Regions from separate parts of the Mus musculus genome. Here regions 1, 2, 3, 4, 5 and 7 are each linked to region 6. The links are chromatin contacts, called in public HiCAR-type, HiChIP or PLAC-seq, capture Hi-C and promoter capture Hi-C maps. All regions are on one chromosome and are shown on one strand. Each heading gives the region's core, a stretch centred on a gene start, on an enhancer-like site or on the middle of the called end of the contact. The rest is flanking DNA. Distances are from core to core; before and after follow the strand shown.

The links. HiCAR-type assays count read pairs that join an accessible place to other places. HiChIP or PLAC-seq counts read pairs in DNA pulled down with a chosen protein or histone mark. Capture Hi-C pulls out chosen DNA fragments and counts their contacts.
Region 1: a FOXA1 HiChIP or PLAC-seq map of pancreatic cancer cells shows a contact between it and region 6. The contact joins the promoter of Caml here to the promoter of Fgfr4 in region 6. A contact is called at or near these places in 1 of 39 promoter capture datasets (pre-B cells), 1 of 115 datasets of contacts at active chromatin or transcription factors (pancreatic cancer cells) and 1 of 9 other capture datasets (pancreatic islet).
Region 2: a capture Hi-C map of embryonic stem cells shows a contact between it and region 6, with 2.6 times the contacts expected there. The contact joins the promoter of Gprin1 here to the promoter of Fgfr4 in region 6. A contact is called at or near these places in 3 of 39 promoter capture datasets (the C10 cell line, pre-B cells and stem cell-derived epiblast-like cells), 2 of 484 Hi-C or Micro-C datasets (bone marrow-derived macrophages and pre-megakaryocyte-erythroid progenitors), 11 of 115 datasets of contacts at active chromatin or transcription factors (SST interneurons, craniofacial prominence, differentiating embryonic stem cells and 7 more) and 2 of 9 other capture datasets (adipose tissue and embryonic stem cells).
Region 3: a HiCAR-type map of astrocytes shows a contact between it and region 6, with 5 times the contacts expected there. The contact joins the promoter of Sncb here to the promoter of Fgfr4 in region 6. A contact is called at or near these places in 3 of 39 promoter capture datasets (the C10 cell line, pre-B cells and stem cell-derived epiblast-like cells), 1 of 484 Hi-C or Micro-C datasets (bone marrow-derived macrophages), 11 of 115 datasets of contacts at active chromatin or transcription factors (SST interneurons, astrocytes, differentiating embryonic stem cells and 7 more) and 2 of 9 other capture datasets (embryonic stem cells and liver).
Region 4: a promoter capture Hi-C map of liver shows a contact between it and region 6. The contact joins the promoter of Pdlim7 here to the promoter of Fgfr4 in region 6. A contact is called at or near these places in 1 of 39 promoter capture datasets (liver), 1 of 115 datasets of contacts at active chromatin or transcription factors (pancreatic cancer cells) and 1 of 9 other capture datasets (liver).
Region 5: a promoter capture Hi-C map of liver shows a contact between it and region 6, with 3 times the contacts expected there. The contact joins the promoter of Cdhr2 here to the promoter of Fgfr4 in region 6. A contact is called at or near these places in 4 of 39 promoter capture datasets (embryonic stem cells, neutrophils and second pharyngeal arch cranial neural crest), 5 of 484 Hi-C or Micro-C datasets (the G1E-ER4 cell line, bone marrow-derived macrophages, cortical neurons and 1 more), 10 of 115 datasets of contacts at active chromatin or transcription factors (the 230-238 cell line, acute myeloid leukemia, embryonic basal ganglia and 4 more) and 4 of 9 other capture datasets (embryonic stem cells, liver, macrophages and 1 more).
Region 7: a contact with region 6 is called in an H3K4me3 HiChIP or PLAC-seq map of embryonic basal ganglia, with 5 times the contacts expected there. The contact joins the promoter of Tspan17 here to the promoter of Fgfr4 in region 6. A contact is called at or near these places in 9 of 39 promoter capture datasets (the 3T3-L1 cell line, the HPC-7 cell line, cranial neural crest and 5 more), 1 of 15 datasets of contacts at CTCF or cohesin (large pre-B cells), 7 of 484 Hi-C or Micro-C datasets (B cells, the BV-2 cell line, bone marrow-derived macrophages and 3 more), 20 of 115 datasets of contacts at active chromatin or transcription factors (astrocytes, craniofacial prominence, embryonic basal ganglia and 10 more) and 3 of 9 other capture datasets (adipose tissue, embryonic stem cells and liver).

What each region holds. Positions count from the first base shown.
Region 1 is chr13:55,621,719-55,624,418 of GRCm38.p6, forward strand. Caml (calcium modulating ligand) reads left to right here and starts at 1,287. Exons shown (of 4, transcript NM_007596.2): 1 at 1,287-1,538. The coding sequence starts at 1,373.
Region 2 is chr13:54,748,472-54,751,171 of GRCm38.p6, forward strand. It overlaps Gprin1 (G protein-regulated inducer of neurite outgrowth 1), which reads right to left and starts at 1,403. Exons shown (of 2, transcript NM_001316710.1): 1 at 1,099-1,403.
Region 3 is chr13:54,765,258-54,767,957 of GRCm38.p6, forward strand. It overlaps Sncb (synuclein, beta), which reads right to left and starts at 1,338. Exons shown (of 6, transcript NM_033610.3): 1 at 1,048-1,338; 2 at 306-435. The coding sequence starts at 426.
Region 4 is chr13:55,512,155-55,514,854 of GRCm38.p6, forward strand. It overlaps Pdlim7 (PDZ and LIM domain 7), which reads right to left and starts at 1,292. Exons shown (of 13, transcript NM_001114088.2): 1 at 1,213-1,292; 2 at 158-264. The coding sequence starts at 253.
Region 5 is chr13:54,700,068-54,702,767 of GRCm38.p6, forward strand. Cdhr2 (cadherin-related family member 2) reads left to right here and starts at 1,396. Exons shown (of 32, transcript NM_001033364.3): 1 at 1,396-1,502.
Region 6 is chr13:55,151,538-55,154,237 of GRCm38.p6, forward strand. It overlaps Fgfr4 (fibroblast growth factor receptor 4), which reads left to right and starts at 1,281. Exons shown (of 18, transcript NM_008011.2): 1 at 1,281-1,390.
Region 7 is chr13:54,787,973-54,790,672 of GRCm38.p6, forward strand. It overlaps Tspan17 (tetraspanin 17), which reads left to right and starts at 1,433. Exons shown (of 8, transcript NM_028841.3): 1 at 1,433-1,709. The coding sequence starts at 1,623. Eif4e1b (eukaryotic translation initiation factor 4E family member 1B) reads left to right here. Exons shown (of 7, transcript NM_001033269.3): 7 at 1-487.

The DNA of each region.
Region 1 (2,700 bases), core at 37-2,536, 470 kb after region 6:
GTTGGTGTAGAACAAAATTCTGGAGCCACTTGTCTACTGATGGAATGCATCAATTGCATCTTGAGCTTCCATTTCGTACTGGGTGGGTGTGTTTCATTGCTTGGTTGCCCATCAAATGGGAACCTGATCTGCCTTGCTGACAAACACTGCCGCATATGATGGCTTTCATTAGTTTATTGCCTCTAACCTTAATATGATCACTGTGCTCAGGCCTGACCCCTTCCTTGGGTTTTTCATGGGCTATGGTGAGCTCTGGGGTGTCTCCTCAGCTGCTGCTTCACCAAAGACGTACCAGGTCTGATCTGAAAAGCCCAACAGCTGGCACACGCCATGTCAAATGGGCGGCTTCGCAGGGAATGAAACAGTTAATTTTAACTGCTCAAGCTTGCACTTCCCGAAATACTAAATCTGGCTAGTATTGAACGGTTTTAACTCTTCGCATTCCTTCAGCACGCCACCACTTGAGCTGGGGAGAGAACTCAGAATGAACAAGCTGGTTCAGACTGCAGGATCCTTTGTAATATATAATAATACCGCCGAGCGGTGGTGGCGCACGCCTTTAATTCCAGTACTCGGGAGGCAGAGGCAGGCGGATTTCTGAGTTCGAGGCCAGCCTGGTCTACAGAGTGAGTTCCAGGACAGCCAGGGCTATACAGAGAAACTCTGTCTCGAAAAACAAAAACAAACGAAGAGTATACAACCGAGCCCAGGCCCGTTGTCTGTTCCTAACGTGAGCTCTCTGGCTACCGAGGCAAGGCTGTTAGGTGTAGCCAGAGTCCGCAGTGTGACTCCCGGATTAGTAAGAAGGAGAGAGAGCTCTTTCTGCAGCTCCATAGAGAAGTGGACGGCCTGGGACTGGATAGTGGATTGAGGCTCCTTCGTTTGTTGTCCAGACATTTTCAGTAAAGAACTAGGATCACCACAGCCACCAAATCCCAGGGCCACGCTCCCGGAGAGCGTCGCACCCGCAATTACGTATCCAAGGAGCAGAGACGCGTTGGCTGGTAAAAAGCTCCCGCCGCTGCAACCTCCATTTTGCTTCCTGGCAGAGAATAAAATGGACCTGCTCCTCACTGTCATTTCACTCATCAGGAGGGCATCCGTCTCTTCATCTTCGAGAGCAGCTGTGAGGTAACCTGGTGGCGAGAAACCTGAGCACTGCGAGCCAACTTAGGAAGAGGGAACCCTTGAACTGGGCTTGCCCTCACTGAACATGGCGGCAGAGCCTGGCGCAGCCGATTAGCGCATGCTCACGCTTCAGTTCCCGCCCCTTAGAGGGCGGGATTACAGTGGGAGTGGGAGCGAACTCTGCGGCCCTGCCATAAGTCATCCTTGCCTTTACCGTCAGCCTGATCTAGACCGTAGAGAAAGCATGGAGCCGGTGCCTGCGGCCACGGACGGCGGGGAAAGACCCGCGACGCCGTCGGGCCTGTCGGCTTCTCAGCGGCGAGCGGAGCTGCGGAGGAGAAAGCTGCTCATGAACTCCGAGCAACGCATCAACCGGATCATGGGCTTTCACAGGCCCGGGAGCGGCTCGGGTGAGAGCTTCGGTTTCCCGTCTCCCGCCCACCTCTTTGAGTCTTCAAGCTCCTTCTGCCCACTCCAGCTCGTAAACATTTTGTCCCCAAAATGCATTCTGACCGAACTCTGTCACCGCTCCCTAGGTGACGACCCATATTATATTGTCGCTTAACCCCAGGACGCTCCTTGTTGCTTCCTATTTTCTTGGATCCTTGCCCGGAGGTCGTCTCCACCCTGGCTACAAAGCCTTCGTTCCTGAGTCTCTGTGTACGGTTATCTGAGACAACCCCTATGTTCCTGATTACTCGCCTTTCTTGAAGGCTGTGCATTTTATCCCCAGACCTCCCAGGGAGATTTTCCTATAAGCTCCAGATGCCTTTATTCCCAGTTACTCCCCATGACATAGCTTTTGCCTTTTGCTTCGTAACTCTCGTCCACCACATCAGTCATTACTCAACTGTTGGCTGGTCCGTCCGTTGTGGATTAGAGACCCTATTTCCCTATCTTGGTGGCTATGCTCATTGCTTTCAAAATTATCACCTGTCACACAGGTCCTCCCGAAAGATGTGATGTCCCTGCAGAGATTTCCTTTCATTACCATACATACATCACGTTTCAATAACTGCATTTGCCCTAAGAAAATTCATCTTTCATGCAACCTTGTGTCCAGGACACTGTTTTCTTGTGGACACAATTGAATTCTACTATGCTTGGCCTCTCTAAGTTTCGATTTGGGTGTTTCCTTTAGTAATTGGCTTTTTAGTTGCTCTTTGTGAGCTTGGTAGAACTCAAGAATTTCTCTGAGGCGTTAGAGATATAGTTCTGAACTTCTAGACAATATAAATGAGAGATATGGCTACCACTTTCAAAATCATCTGAAACAGTACAGAAAATATTTTTTTTGTAGTGATCATTCTGAAGATATTCTTAAAGTGTTGGTGTTTGTCTTTCTCAAGTCCCTTTCTTATTCTGTTCTTTTGCTTGAAAAATTTTATCATTTTTAGAGTTCTCTCTTTAAAAGCTAGAACAGCATCCTAAAAGTGCCTGCTCATAGCTGCCCGGGAACAGCAACAGTGGGTACAGGCGGCGCCACACCCTGTGCTCACAGTTAGAAATGCAACTGTAAAATAGAAACCTTGAAAGACTTCAATGATTTTGTATTTTTATCAGTATTAGCTA
Region 2 (2,700 bases), core at 153-2,652, 400 kb before region 6:
TGGCTCACACGCAGGGCGGTCCTGTGAATGCAGAGATAGGAGGCCAGCCTGGCTTTCCCTTTTCCTCTAGGATTTCTTCCCAGTCTGGAGTCATCTCTACACCCCCAGCCAGGGCCAGAGCTGCTAGGCACCTGCAAACATCTCCTGCTATGGTAACAAGACTGACAAAGGCTTGTGTACATTTGTGAGTGTGACTGAAAAAAATCCCAGTCTTCTGCCACTTGTCCTGTCATCTCCTAGTGTCCCCCCACCCCACGGCGACCCCCCCCCCCGCCCGGCAGCTGCTGCAGGTGAAGGAGTCTGTAACAAAAGGCCTTCTTTGAGAAACACTCCCCAGGCCATCTGTCCATGTGTTCATCCACCAAGCCACAGAAGGGCAAGGATGGATGCTCAAAGGTGTGCGGACTTGTGCTAGTGCCAGTTGAAAAAGAGCAGCAGGCTAAGAGACAATGCAAGGGTGTGCACAGGGTCACAGCCTGCTCCAGGGTGGAGGGTACAGGAGGGGCGTAAGCACGAGCCGGAGCAGTGAGGTTGGATGTCGGTTAGAGTATTGCTGACTTGGATCCAGGATTGATGCTCTGAGTGCGTAGCCTCACCTGGGTTGCACTAGGTGGGTTGCACAGGTGGCCGGATGTGTGAATCTGATGGAATGACCAAAGCCCGTGTGTGTGTGTGTGTGTGTGTGTGTGTGTGTGTGTGTGTGTGTGTGTTCGCGTGTGTATGTGTGTATACCTTTGGCATCGTCCAAAAATGAGGTTCCCAAGCATGAACGCGGTGTGTGACCACGTCCAGGACTGTGTGCCACACTGGGTGTGTGACGGGGTGGGATGAATCAATGAGAGCGGCCCCTCCCCCCGGTGGCGGGAATCGCCCCCTCCCGCACCGCGGTGCGGAACAAAGCGGCGGGCAGCGGAGCTGGACGCGGGGCGGCCTCTGCCCACACCACAGGCCGGGGCCGTTCACCGGGGCCCCGCCCCACCGCGCCCCGCCCCGCCGCCCCCGCCCCGCAGCCCGAGCCCGATGCCCGGCGCGGCCCAGGACCCTGGACAGCGGCCCCGGTCCGCGCGCCCTACGGCCCAACGCGCGCCCGCAGCTTACCCGCGCCGGCTCCTCGTAGCTCCGGCTCGCGCCGCGCAGACCACCCCGGTGCTCCTCGGCCGCGCTGGCGGGCGGACCCGACTCCGCGCCGTCCCTGGTCGGCTGGGCGCCCCGCCCCGGGCATGCGCGCTGGGTGCACTCGGGAGCCGGGAGGGGGCGCCGCGGGGGCGCGCGAGGGCCGGCAGACGCCGCCCGGCCCTGGGGACCGCGCGCCCGCCTGGTGCTCAGCTGGGAGCACCGCGGGCGCACGGGCGGCGGCCGCACCGAAACCCCGGTCTTCCCGATTTGCCTGCTGCCTCAGCGAGGAAATTTCCCGCGTCCCTCTCGGCCGCACTTCCGGCCTCTGCCCCCTCCGCCCCGCCCCCGGCCCTTTGTCTCGCTGCTGCCCACGCTCCGGCGAGTGGCGGCCCTGGGCTGGGAGGCGCTCGGCGTCCTCCCTGCAGCAGCCTCCCCGACGGGGAGTCCGCCCACCCTCTCTGGTCTGGGTATGCCCGGTCTCCTCCTCCTGGATACTCTCCAACAAGTCACCTCGCCTCTTTGAGCCTCAGTTTTTACGTCTGTAACTAGTATTAAATCGCCTCATAGCGATCTTAAAAAAGAAAGTGCTTGAAAGAAGGTGTTTAGGAGTCCACTTGAGTGAACCGCTGAAGGCGTGAGGACTCGCTGCCTGTTTCTCTCTACATTTGAGCAGAGGAGTGGGACCCTGTCCTTGGACTTCTCAGATGCGAACTCTGTGATATCTTGGAAGTGGTAAAAAGATCCCTGTGCCTGAACTGTGAAGCCACTTGCTAGATTACTAATGCAAATGAAAATCTTAGACAGGGACACAGAGCTAAAATTTGACTTTTAGGTGTCAATGGCTTCCATGTCCAATCAGGCCAAGTGAATAGTCTGCGCACTTTTTTTTTTTTTCAAATATGGCTAAGTTTCTTGTTTGTGGTCACACCATTCCTTAGTAGGTCGAATTGGGGTTGCAAATTTATACAGGCCACTTTCTGAAGCCCCACACTTGGGCTTATGTTTTAGTAACCATTGCTTATCTGTTTACCTTACCTTAATAACAGTAAGAAAATCTAGATGGCAAGTGAACATTTAAAATCCACAGGAAAAGCCAGGAGTAGCGACACTGCCTGTAATCCCAGCACTCAGGTGTCTAGAGCAGGTCGGTAATCCTGAGTTCTGAGCCAGCCTGATCTATATAGTGAGTACTTGATCAGCTTGGACAAGACTGATATAATAAAACTAGCAAGACTTTGTTTCCAAAAAAAATCTCAAAACAATGGAATTTATGTCGGAGAGCACGGACCCGTTTTCAGGACCACGGACAGCGCACAGAAGAGTCGCTCTCCTATTTTCTTGGTGCTGAAAATGGTTTTTCCACTGCCCAAGAGGGTACTTAGCTTCAGAATTTACAAACCCTGGTCCACATTCATCATTTCACCTATTGCCAGATGCCCCCTCAAGGTGAGTATTATTGGCTTTCTGGCAAGCAGGAAGGAACCGAGGCTTGGGAGGTCCATGAGACACACAAAAGTGGCAAGAACCAGCTTTGATTTTCAGCAGTCTCACCAGAGGCAGAATGACTCTGGAGCAGAACCAAGT
Region 3 (2,700 bases), core at 88-2,587, 390 kb before region 6:
TTCATTGCTCTTGGCCTCAGGTAAAGGTTCCCCACCAGGTCACTATTAATAGTGATGACGGGGTAAGAAAAAGGAAACTCTGGAGAGCTCAACACCTTGGTCCCTGGTTTTTCATTTGAACATCATCTCCACCAGCTCCCATCCCATCCCCACCTCCCAATTCCATGGACTGGCTGTGTCCCCAGTGACCCCTACTGACCTCGCCCATCTGCTGACTCATATTCTCATGCCCAGACCCCTCAATCACTCTGAGGACCCTTTCTGGTACCCTCAGGAGATACCCAGCCCTGCAGCCCCTTGCCCACCGACATAGAGGACGCCTTCCTTGGTCTTCTCTGCTGCCTCGGTGACCCCCTGCTTGGTTTTCTCAGCTGCAGCCACAACGCCCTCCTTGGCCATGGACAGGCCCTTCATGAACACGTCCATCCTGGCGGCCTGGGGAGGGCGAACACACAAGTGCCGGGGCGCTGGCTCTGCACCCTCACTCGGGCCCTCCCAGGGGACCTGGTGCCCCCTCCCTCCCTTCCTCAGACTTGGCGCGCTTCTGGGCCGGGAGCCCCCTCCTACCCTCTCTACTTCCCAGGTCTAGGCCTCAGAGCTATGCTGCGGCGAGTCCTAGCGTCCTTGAAACCCCGGGATGCGGGGAGGGGCCAGCACCTCAGTTATCCGGAGATCTGCAACCTGCAGGCCCGCAGAACCGGAAGCTAGGCTCGGCGCGAACACCGGGGCCTGTCTGTACACACAACAGTCACACGGTCTGCATACAAACACACACCATGGACATGCTCACGTGCACACACACAGAACACGGGGCGTTTAGAAGCGCATGGACACTCCGGCACACGGGCACGGACGCACGTCCGCACGTCCACCCAGACTGTAGCAATCAGAGAGGACAGACGCGCATCCTGCAGTGCACCTGCCCGCGCCCGCTTAGCGCTTTCCTTTTCTGTGCCCACGTTTCTCCCAGGGCAGTCTCCATCCCGCTCCTCATCTTACCCCAGATCCCCCTGGATCCCCAGTTCGGTGCTCTTTCCGGAGCCTCACCTGGGTTTCGGGGCCGGGCTGGGGGATGGAGCTGTGGTGGCGGCAGCGGCTGCTACTGCGAGCAGATGCGCGGGGCTGGGCTACGCTGGGTATGGATGGACTCGGGGCCAGTGGTGTCCTGCCGTGGTCAGGCTCTTGAGTCACCTTTCCTGAGCTGGAGTGCAGCAGTGCTCTGGCCTTGGGTGCTCTGCCACCAAGGATGCTACTCGCGCGCTCCGGCTCCGCTCCGGCTCCTGCTCCGGCGCTGCGGCAGCTCTGAGCTCAGCACTCCCCCCTGGTGGCCGCGCCGCCCCCTCCGCCTGACTGACAGGGGGCGGGGAGGGTGACATCTCCCCAGAGCAGGCGAGCCTCCAGGGGAGGGCCTCTGACGTGCAGCCGGGGACCCTAGTGCTGGAGAAGAGTAGTCTTTGAGGATGGTGGGAGGTGGCAATGCGGCGAGAGAGGACTGGTGTAGAAATTATGCGGTTGGCTTGGAAGTTCAGAGCGATTCCAATCCTAGCTGCGTTTGTTAGTAGCTGTGGGATCTTGAACTACCTACCTCACCTTTTGAAACGCAAGGTTCCTCTTCTGTAGAACCAATGGAGGGAGTCAATGCCCTTCTAGGCACCGCTTGGATGGGTGGTGCAGGTTGGGTGGAAACAGTGCTAAAGAAAAGCAGGGTTCGTATCTCAGGAAGACGCGCTCATGGCTGTGCAGAGACAAGAGGCAGGAAACAAAATCAATGTATCCACACTTGAATCATACAGGGTTACTTCAGCCTGTGAGAGTAGATAGGAAGACAGAGAAATGCTGATGTAAGAAATGGACTTGAGGCAAAGTAGGTAGACAGCAAAGGCCTCTTCCAAGAAACGACTTGGAATAGACAGATCCGGGAGAAGCAACAAGGTAGGCCTAGACAGGTGGGGGTGAGATCCACAGAACCAGACCCTCAAGGGCAAAGGCTGGGAGGCACCACCATGCTGACGGGCAGTCAGGATGCAGTGCAACCTGCTCAAGACCCAGACAAGAGCATATGGTTTATGGTTATGGGAGGGCATTCCAGATGCACGGCAGGACCTCAGTCAGTTCTATAAAAGAATTATACCCAAGCAGGTGTGGCATCCCAGATGAAAGGGACCCTGTGAGCTCAGGGAGTCAGGGAAAGAAGTAAAAAGGAAGTGGCACTTAGTTTGGGGCTCGTGGGGTGGGTAAGGTTTTCCCTCGGGAACAAGATCAGAAGAGCGTTTTAAGCTAACGATATATAACACAGATGAGGGCAGTGGTGGCAGAAGTGCTGGTCTGGGCGTTTGAGAGATGAGGTGTGCCAACAGCAGACAGTAGGGCACGGGGGGGGGGGGGATGCTCATGGCTGTGGTAGGGCTGTAAGTTGGCAGAGGCTTTAAGAAGGCCAGTTTGGCAGTGTTTCCTAGGACTATAAATGCATGCTCCTTTTGGATCAGCAGTGCCCCTTCCAGGAACTCACCCTGCGGATCTCTATTCTTGCGTGTGCACACTTACACGTGGGCCGGGACAGTCACTGTAGGAAACACTGACAATGCTCTAAACGTCCTCTTAGAGATCTGGTTACTTCCTTATAGCACATCCACCCAGTGGCACAGTGTGATGGTGTGGTTGGGAGCCATGAGCTGTCTCTCCCCTGCCCCCACCCCACGT
Region 4 (2,700 bases), core at 42-2,541, 360 kb after region 6:
CCACCTAGTTGGGAGTCCTGGTAGTTAAGTGTCCATTTGGACCTGGATACTCCTGCCTTATTGGTCCTGGCTTGCTCCTGCTGTTTCCTCCCATGATCCTCTGGAAACCTGAGCACCCAAGAACCCTTGGGGAGTTTGTTCCCCCACCTAGGCTCACCCGAGAGATAGAGAGGGGCACATTGAAGTCCTTGCCCCCTTGCAGACGGAAGCCCCAAGGGGCTGGCCCTTCCAGCACCACCTTGAAGGAATCCATCGTGCCTGCTCCTGTGAGGAAGAAGAGAAAGTGTCTGCAATGCAAATTGGCAGGCAGGTCCAGATCTGGGCACTAGCGTTGGCCAGGCACCAAGAAGGCACGGGCGGACGCTCAACACACACAGGCACTGGGAGGCAGGTATCTCAGCTGGCTTGGCTGGGCTCCTGGCAGGCCGACCTCTCACAGACAACAGACAAGGTGGTTCCCCACCCTGCCCCCTGCCACCGGGAGGGCCTGGAGAGGCCTCTCCGAGCTCAGGTGCTTTTCTCTTCCAGGGGTTGGCTGTGGGGCTAATTGGCACTGCTTTGCCCAAGCTAACCTGGAATCTCAGGAGGGTGGCGGGGTGAGTCAGGGGCCAGCTCCCCCTCCTTCCCCGGGTCCCGGCAGGCAGGCCGCCGCCGGAGCCTGCTCGGACTATATAAGGCGTGTAAGCTGACACTGTAGAGAGCCCGAGGAGGGAGCACGTTAGGGGCTCGGGATATGAGGGGGAGGGGTGGAGAAGGAGGACGCTGGAGCGGGTCCTAGCCATTTTGGGACAGGTCGAGGCTGCTGGTGGTCAGGGCGGGACCCCTGGTCTCTGAAAGGGGAAAAGAAAAACGGGGTACTGGTCCTGTAGAGAGCGACGGGGGCCGTGTCCCTTACGCACGGCCAGAGAGGGGATCCTTTCTGGAAGCCAGAGAAAGTGGTGCCACCCACGCACGATGCTCCCTTGCCAACATGACTCTGTTTCCCTTCGTCTCCCGCCCCAGCCCCGCGCTTGGCCGCGTCCCCACCGCACACAGTGGCGCAGGCGCCAATCAGCCCCACTTCGCCGCAGGAAGGCGGGGGCGGAGGCTGCGGCCGAAGCCAGCCGAGGGAATCTGGCACTCTTCACGACCACCCACGCCCTCCCCAGCGCCTCAGCGGGCCATAGGACCCCGTAGGGTGCAGGCCAGGAACCCCCTCGCGGACGCCGGTACCTGAGTGCCCGCCTGGGCCGCTGCCTGGCAGCCTCCGGGAGCAGCGATGGGATCCGCCGCTGCGCTCTGACCCCGCCTCCGCGGACGCCGCGCCTTTTGAGCCCGCGGAAGGGGGCGGAGCCCTAGGCCACGCCCTCCCCAGGCCAAACGAGTGGACATCCCGGGGTCGGTGGGAGGCCCCACCCAGTCAAAAAACCCTGAGTCTCCAGGAGAGGGAAGGTGAGATCGGGCACTTACCCTCGCCAGTCGGGTCGCTGCCCAGCCTGTGCCCCGCTTCAGGCTCTCGCCCAAGCCCCTTGCGCCTCCCACTGGCGGAGTGGAGGAAAGCATCCGTTTGAAACCCCAGAGTTGATTGATCTCTCACCGTATTCTCTTGTAGAGGAAAATGGCATGGTAACACTTTTCTGTTAGGGATACTGTTAGAGGTCAATATTGTCAGCATCATCAGATTTCAGATTCTCTAGGAACTGGAGAAGCGAGATAGGGTAGTTTCAAGTTAGGCTTCCTGGTGTTCGGGATGTAGCTTAGTGGTGGAGCTCAGTAGCTAAGCTCTCTGGAGGCCCTTGTTTCAGTCCTCAACACCAAACCCAACCAAAGGCTTGCAGGATATAACAAACAAGTAAATACATACATAGTAAGAGCCAACGGGGGCGGGCTTAGCGCCACTTGTTGTCTGACGGTGTAAGTAGAGTCCACAGCCATGGGACTTCCACCCAGAGCCCCCAGAACCACTATTGGAATGGATTGTTTCCCATTTAACCCCAGTCCAGAGTACACAGTTCTTCCAATGCGGTTGGGATGGAAGGGGCTGCCACGGAGTGTTCTCAGAGCCCCTGCTTTAGCCTCGGTCTTAGCCAAGGGTGGGCAGAAGGAAAAGCTGAGCTCTCCTGAATGTTTGAGTCAGTAGAGAGGTGCACAGCCTCCCCTTGCCCAGCCCCCCCATCATCACACCCCCTCTTCCCCATCATTGTCCCAAGTACATAAATTCTTATGGGAGTTGTCATCCTTGAAGAAATCCTCTTCAGGTGGGTCTCTGAGTTCAAGGCCAGACTGACTGATCTATGTAGTGAGTTCCAGGACAGCCAAGGCTACACAGAGAAACCGTGTCTCGAAAAACTGAAGAAAAAAAAAAACCAAAAAAACAAAACCACCCTCTTTAGCTATCTGCTATGCTTCTGTCTCCATCACGTTTCCCTCTTTGTCCCTCGTCCCCTATACTATTGACTCTTTCTCCAGGTCTTCTATGACCTCAATTAAGTCAGCTGCAGCCTTCAGGTTTCATCCTGTTCTGACAGGAATGCTGGTCTACACCAGGTTGATCAGGGGTTTTTTCTTTTTCCATTCCTTCATTTCTATCTTCTTCTTCCCACCCCCACCCCCCCAGATACAGCGCCTTCTTCTGACCTCTCTAGGCATCTGGTGCACACATAGCGCACATATGCATGCAGGGAAAACGCCCATACGCATAAAATAAGGTCTCCTTGGGTA
Region 5 (2,700 bases), core at 146-2,645, 450 kb before region 6:
AATAAATCTAAAACAAAAAAAGGTCCACTTCCCCATATCCTTTTTTTTGTTTGTTTTTTGTTTTTTGAGACAGGGTTTCTCTGTGTAGCCCTGGCTGTCCTGGAACTCACTCTGTAGACCAGGCAGGCTGGCCTTGAACTCAGAAATCCACCTGCCTCTGCCTCCCGAGTGCTGGGATTAAAGGCATGTGCTAACATGCCCACTCACTTCCCCATATTCTAATAAACTTTCCTACTACCTCTGGTGGGTGGTGGGCTAGAGGGGAGGTTGAACCCTTATGGAAGTAGGTTGTGAAAAATACATGCCCACACTAGGTGCTCAGCAAATACAGATTCTCCTCCTTCCTCAGAGACGTGAGGCCAGCCTTCAATGGGACCTTGCAGAACCATGAGCTCTTTGGGTAGATTGGTGCTTCCTGAGAACCCGCAGCAGCACACCAGGATTGCACAGGGATGCCTCGGTCTCCAGAGCGAACAGCAGCCACTCAGCCAGGAAGGGGCGCACGGCTGGTGAGCTGCAGCATGGGCCTCCTTCCTACTATGAGGTAAGATGAAATGAACTTGGGGACCTGTTCCCCCGAGGGAGGCCACCACTGGGAGTGTGTGGAGCCCCTGGGGCAGTGTGTGATCCTGCCCTTTGATTTTGTTTGTTTGTTTGTTTGTTTGTTTGTTTGTTTTGTTTTCATTTGTTTTTTGAGACGGGGTTTCTCTGTCTAGCCCTGGCTGCCCTGGGACTAGCTCTGTAGACCAGGTTGGCCTCAACTCAGATATCTCCCTGCCTCTACTTCCCAAGTCCTGGGATCAAAGGCACCACTGCCTGGCTTGTTTTTGTTTCTTTGAGATAACATCTTATTATGTCTGGTTTAAAACTGGTTATAGAGACCAGCTAGGCCTGGTACTCACAGGGATCCACCTGCCTCTGTCTTCTGAGTGCTGGGATTAAGGACATATGCCACTATGCCCAGTGTTGGCCCTGCCCTTTGATGTCCTGCTTAGAGGGGACAAATACAGGGCTGAAAAGGCCTTGTTGGAACTGCAGGGTGGGTACCCCTTCATGCCGGCCTCGGGGCTTGGCCTGAGGGCTCAAGGGCTTGATAGCTGTCAAGTCTCTTCATCCCAAGAGATCTCCCCACACCGCTTTCTCTACAGGTCCCCACTGAAGATGAGCCAGGAGAGGACAGAAGGTCCTGACATGACCTCTGACTGTCACCACCTCTTGCTTGCAGTGAGACCCTGGGCTGGGCATTTGCCCCTTCTCTGTCACTGGGCCTGCCTATTCCTCCAGGGTTTTGCCTGCTCTGGTCACAGCCAGTGCCTTCTGAGGAGGTGTGGTCTCTGCATGGTTAATGATTGCTCAGAAGAGGTGGAGATGGTGCCAAAGTCTGCGCTGTGTTCTGCCGGCCCCAGACGGCGCCCACCTGTGACTGGTGTACATCACTGCCTCTGGGCCCCTTCCAGGGGCTGTCCAGATCAGCTGCTTCTGGGGGGGCTCTTAGCCCGAGGGTAAGCCTGGGTGGGGGGCTGTCCTTGGGATTGAGGCAAACTTTGAGTTCTTTCAGACTCAGTTTCCTGGCATCTGGAGTATGGAGGGAACACCAAGGGGAAGAGCTAGCTGTGGCGTTAGCTACTTGTCATGGGGAGGGCGGGAATTGATGAAGCTACCCGTGAAGCCTGTTTCTTCTAGAATGTAGGGTAAGATCTCCTCTCTAGGCAGTGGCAACCTCCTGTTTGCCTTCCTAAGTCCCTGAGAAGTGAATTGGCTACCTCATCTGTTACCTAAAAGGAGAAGATGAGGAAGATGGCTGAATCTGTCCCGGAGCCTGAGGAGGAAAGGCTGGCTCCACTCCGCCAGGCTCAGATCTTCATTCAGCTCCATGCAGACTTTGAGTGAGCTGCTGACTGCTTTTGGGCCTCAGTCTTTGCGTCTGTGGAGTGGGCACAGTACTAGTAGCCCCTGGAGGGCTCGTGAATCAGATATGGCAGGGTACGGAGGCTGTCCCTCTCAGACTCAGAGATCAAACGCTAGGTCACCTCAGGGAGGACTAACGATGCTGGTCCCAACCCTAACTTAGTCCTTGTCCTGGTCACAGGGTAAAGACTCAGCCAGGCCAGCTTGTGTCTTCAAACAGGACTTACATGCTGACTGGTCCCAGGTAGCATATCAGAGAATAATGACATTCCCCTGACCAGCCTAGGCCATAGCCTGCTCTCACCTCATTCCTCAGAGGAAAACCAAAGCTGAGGACAAGGGAGGCTCGCCCAGTGCTGGACAGACAGTATGTGAAATGCTAAAATCCTAACTTGGGGCCTGATCCATACCCGTCTCTCAGAGGAAGCAGCCAGGAGGGCGGGCACCATCTCTGGCTACAGGAAGCCCGGTATCCCTGGAAACTTAAAGGTCCCTGGGTCCGTATCTTGGGGAGCTGGATCACTTGGCTGGGCTGGTGGAATTAGGAGAGACCTTTGTTAGGCTCAGCAGAATGGTACCTGGGTCTAGCCTTGCCTGCAGCTGGTGATTGACCTTCTATCTTTGTTGTTGACTGTCCCTCTGATCTGATCTCTGTTTTCTTAGGGCAATGGAGAGTAACTGTGAGGTAGCTGCTTCCTTCCTGTGAGGCAGCTGTGGGAAGGAAGCAGAAGCGAAAGGAAGGGCTCAGGGAGCTGTGGAGGCTGAGGCAGGGTGGGGTGGCTGTGGGGTTAG
Region 6 (2,700 bases), core at 31-2,530:
CCAGCAAGTCTCTTCAGCAGCCTACTATCATTTACTGATTTGCTGAGGAGCAAACAAAGACAGAGACAAGGCTGATAGACAGTACTGAGATTCAGGGCTCATTCTTTTCTCCATCCTAACAAAGGGGACTTGGCAAATCCCCAGGGATGTCCTGGGGCCTTGAACGGAGACCAAAGTGCCAGACCAATAGAGAGCAGGTTAGACTAGGAACAGGGGATGGGTGAGCAAAGACCCAGGGATAGGATGGGGAGCAACACAGGAGGAGGAGGTCTGTACATGTGGACCAGACCACCATGTCATCACAACACTATCTATGTAAAAACCAGAGGAAGTATTCTTTTAAAGCATTATTTATTTTATGTATGTGAGTCCACTGTAGCTGCTCTCAGACACAGCAGAAGAAGGCATCGGATCCCATTACAGATGGTTGTGAGCCACCATGTGGTTGCTGGGAATTGAACTCAGGACCTCTGGAAGAGCAGTCAGGGCGGGGCAGTGGTGGCACACGCCTTTAATCCCAGCACTTGGGAAGCAGAGGCAGGCAAACTTCTGAGTTTAAGGCCAGCCTGGTCTACAAAGTGAGTTCCAGGACAGCCAGGGCTATACAGAGAAACCCTGTCTTGAAAAAACAAAAACAAAAACAAAAACCCCAAACAAACAAAAAGAAACAACAAAAAAACTTTTTAGAGTGAAAATTTAAACTTTTAAAAATAAAAGCACAACTTTTTACAAATTAAAGTTTAAAGTTTTTTCCTCTCTCTCTTTCTCTCTCTCTCTCTCTCCCTCCCTCCCCCCCCCCTCTTTTCCGAGACTGTGTTTCTCTGTATAGCTCTGGCTGTTCTAGAACTCACTCTGTAGACCAGGCTGGCCTCGAACTCAGAAACCCACCTGCCTCTGCCTCCCCAGTGCGCCGCCGCCACCCCGACCGACCGAGATATATTTTAAATATCCTCTGAAGGTCGCTCAGGCCAAGGAGAGGTCAGGTCTCTCTGATGTTCTGTGATTTCACGGAAAACCAGAGAGCCTGGTGAGTGCCAAATTGAGGAAGAGCAAAGGATAGAGCAAGGTAGCAAGTTAGACCTTGCAGGTTGGACGTGGGGCCCCGGAACGACTGAGACTGGGCGATCCAGTCCCAACGGGGAGCTCCCGCACTAGGGTACCGGGCTGACATTTGCCGGGTCTCGGACCACGCCTCTCAGATCAGAAGTGGTCCAGGAGGGGCGGAGTCCGAGGTGGGCGGGGCAGGAGGGGGCAGCCCCCCGCCACGCTGCAGTTGCAGGGACATTCCTGGCTCTTCGGCCCGGGGCGGAGGAGCTCCGGGCGGGTGAGTGTGCCAGCCCTGCCGGGATCGTGACCCGCGCGCGCGGGAGCCGGGCGGCGGAGGAGCCAGGTGAGCCGGGCCCCTGCGCCGGGAGCGGAGCCCTCTAGCTCTGGGCCAGTTGGGCCACACACCGTACTCCCGGCCGCCGTGGGGACAGCGGCCGTGGAGCTCCCGAGCTGCCCCCTCTGTCCCGGGGACCTTGGCGCCCGCGCGGCGGGAGTGGTTGGGTGGAGGGGGCGGTAAATCAGTAACCCGCAGCGCACACAGGGCCTTTTGTCCCCCTCCGTTCAAAGAGCACCCTGGTCACCGCTCTGGTTACTTATTGCCCACCGGGGCGGGGGCGATGGGCCAGCTGTCTATGCAACTCCGCACGGGGACCGCTGACGTGCACCTCCCTCCAAGAGCGACGGGGTGGGGGCATTAAAGTAAGAGCACTGTCGCCCCTGGCAAAAAAAAAAAAAGTAATGCTCGCAGTCGCTTGCACAGAGTACCTCATCGCGTGAGTGCAGGAGGGTGAACAACTTAGCGCTCTCTGATGACAGTCCCAAGTGCTAGCGATCCTAAGGGGCCAGCCTTGGTGACCAGACTAAGAATTCTGTGGTTGTGAGTTCAGGGTAACCTGTGAGTGGGAATAAAACCTCCCCGGACCTGTCCGCCCCAACCCAAGCTGGAGATGAAGCATGGCCCTCTCTGCTTTGCAGGGTGTGGTAGGAGTCTTTTGCAGATGGGCCGAGCAAACTAGGGGGTAGGGGACAGATCAAGGTTTTAAGGCAATAGAGGAACACGGAGGTACAGGCAAGGGAGCAAACATGTCGGCGTTTAGAATTTACTGAAGGGACAGACTGTGGGAGTTACAAGGTTGACACTGGCATTTAAAATGAAGCGTAGAAAAGCTGGGCCCAGCACATGGGCCTTGATGGGTAGTACTAGCCAGGCTGAGGCAGGAGCCTCACCATTTGTAGACCTGCTTGGTTTGCAGAGTGAGTTTCAATGCCAGTCTTCCTGGTCAACTTTAGTGAGAACTTGTCTCAAAATAATAGAAAAAGAAACAGGAGGGTCCTGCAGTTAACCCTTAGGGGCTTGTAATCTGGGTGACAGGGAGAAAAAACAAAATCAAAACAAAAAAACTAGTGGGCAGTGAAGAACCAAGGTTTGCCAAGATACCAAGCGAGAAATGACCATGACCTAGTCTCTGTGGGGCAGGGGAGCTGAGAGACATTGAGGTCAGTAGACTGATTAGGCCTGAGTCTTCCTCAGCAGTGGGCTGAGAAAAACCCTCGGCAGGGTTCCCAGTTTGGTAAAGTATGGAATGCATCTTCTAAGAATCATGCTGTTTTCTTCAACTGTCACTCACTAACATTGGCCTGATACGGAGATTA
Region 7 (2,700 bases), core at 183-2,682, 360 kb before region 6:
TGGACCAGTTGTGATTGGGTTCTCCCTCCCTCCCTCTTTCCCTCCCTCCCTCTTTCCCTCCCTCCCTCTTTCCTTCCTTCTCTCCCTCCCTCTCTCCCTCCCTCTCTCCCTCCCTCCCTCCCTGTCTCCCTGCCTCCCTCCCTCCCTCCCTCCCTCTCTCCCTCCCTCCCTCTCTCCCTCCCTCCCTCTCTCCCTCCCTCCCTCTCTCCTCCCCCCCCCCTTCAAGTATGGACTAGGTTAGAGAGGAATTTGTGTAAAGACAGGTAGGACTGGGAACTGGGAATGCCCTGCACAGCCTTCCCATCTGAAGACAGTCCTATGGATTCTGTGTGTCTCCTCCTGCTGAAATGATGGATGGATAAACCTTCATGAGTGAAGAGATTACAGTGGTAGTTAGGCTTCACCGTGGTCTTGTTAGGAGGGATTCACTTGATGCTGATGATGCTTAAGGCCCTTTCTGTATCTAAATAAACACTTCTGGAACAAACTTGGAATCTAAATATTTAAGATCAGACGTACCTAAACCTGCATCTGCTCTGTCCTGTTTTGCATCAGAAGGACTCTGGTGAATCCCAGGTATCAAGGCAGTCAAGTAGGTATGGGACAGGGCGACCATAGGAATAGGCAAAACAGAACAGGCGTGGCATGGCACGCCAGCCTGTTTGTATTCAACTACACTGTGTGTGAATGCATGGCACTGTTCATTGGTCCCACTATTCCCAACCACTTATCCCTGGGGAGTGGACTCCTCTGGTTCTTGAATCTTAGACTGGAGATCCACTGTAATTATTCACACTTGGCTCACCAGCTTTGCCAGTTGGCTCATCTGGGGCCTCTGGAGGACTTGGGGAACTTGAGAGAAGCTAACTGGAGGACGGACTTAGAGAGGAGACGGGGACTCTTCAGAGGTGGGGGTTGCAAGGGGTTGAGTGTGACTGGGGTGTAGCCAAAGCCTGGCCCAGAGGCAGGGTCTTGGGGAGAAGTGAGACCTGTGGACCATAAAAAAAAAAAAAAGACGGATGTCTTGGGCGTGGCTCCAAGAAGGCCGACTGTGGCTCAGAACTGAGGCTGAGTAGGGCGGAGCTCCAGGAGGACTGAGGCCGGTTGGAGGCGGGGTTTGGGGCTCATCAGAGGCGGGACCCGGTTTAGAGGCGGAGCTCGAGAACAGAAGTTAGCTAGGGCAGAGCCTTGGGCGGGGCGTAGGCGGGACTGCGGGAGGACAGCGGCTAGGCATGGGCGGAGCCTGAGAGGATTAAGCCCGGCTGGGGGCGGAGTCGTGGTTATGGGCGGGGCCCGTGAGGACTGAACTTGACTGGGACGGGGTCGTGGGCGGGGCTCCAAGAAGACCGAGCCTTGCTGGGGCGGGGTGTGGACTGACACTGTGGGCGGGGCCGGAGCGCTGTTGGAGGGCGGGGTCGGATGAGGGCACCGCACTCCGGGTGTGGCTGTCCGAGCGCCGTGGGCGGTGCCACAGCGGGCGGGGCAGCCGGTGAGCTGTGTGGCTTTGACCATGAAGCCGCAGCCACCGGGCTAGGCCCGGGGCTGCTCCAGGCCTGGGCGGCCCGCAGAGGGCTGGGCCGGTCACCGGCTCGGGTTCCCGGGACGGCAGGTGGCCGCTCACCATGCCCGGCAAGCACCAGCAATTCCAGGACCCTGAGGTCGGCTGCTGCGGGAAATACTTCCTGTTTGGCTTCAACATTGTCTTCTGGGTGAGCGCGAGTCCGCTTCTCGCTCTGCGCTGAGGATAGGGGTTAGGGAGTCTCAGTTGCTGGTGAGGGAGATCCCGTCTCAGGAGCTTGCGACCAGGGACTGTCCCCCACCCCCTCCACCCCGATGCCCCGTCCCCAACTATTCTGGGGAGCTACTGGGATAGCTGGGGGGCGGGACCCAGTCCCAGCAGGAGGTGCTGGGAGTCTCTCTTTGCAGCCCCAAGTTTGGGCGAAAAAGGGGGCGGCGTTTGCCGGAAGACTGCAGGGGCGCGGTAGTTGCGGACCAGCCCCGCCCCGCCTCCCGGCCACTCCAGCTCCCAGCATGGTGCGGTGAGGTTCGCGAGGCTGGGTCCTAGCCCCGAGTCTACCCTACAGACGCTCAGAAGCTTGTGAGCCAGGAGGTTAGGAGAGAGGAAAGCCAAGGCCTCTGCCTCTGCAGGGAGAGGAGCTCCAGTTGAGAACAGGGAACTGTCCCTTGGGAACAGAATTCAGCATTCCATAGCTGACCAAACAAACAGAGGCTTCCTTCTGTGTGGCATCTGTGTCCTGGTCCTGCCAAGTCATCTTTCTCTTCTCCCTCCCCCATCCTATCGCCAAAGCCGGGCTGTGCTTGCTGTCCTTTATGCCAGGCCTTTCCCACTTGCATTCAGCAGGATTCAGCGGCTCTGTTCTCCACCCACGAGCCGTCGGGTTTGCCCTGTGGTGGGTGTCCTTGGATGTCAGCAGTCTTCTGTTCTGTAGGGTGTGGGCAGCTACAGGGAGCGCTGGCCTGGAAGTCAAAGGGCCTGAGTGTAGCAGGCCTTGTCCAGAGGCTTTTGGGCGAGCCTCTTTGCTCTCTGGGCTTTAGCTTTCCAGCCTTGGAGGAGCCAGTATTGGAGTTTATCCTTCTGGGTTGTTAGATTAAACGAGAGTTTTTTGTTGTTGAGACAGGGTCTCACTCTAGCCCATTCTGGCTTGCAATTTGCTGCAGTTTTCCTGTCTGAGTTTCTTG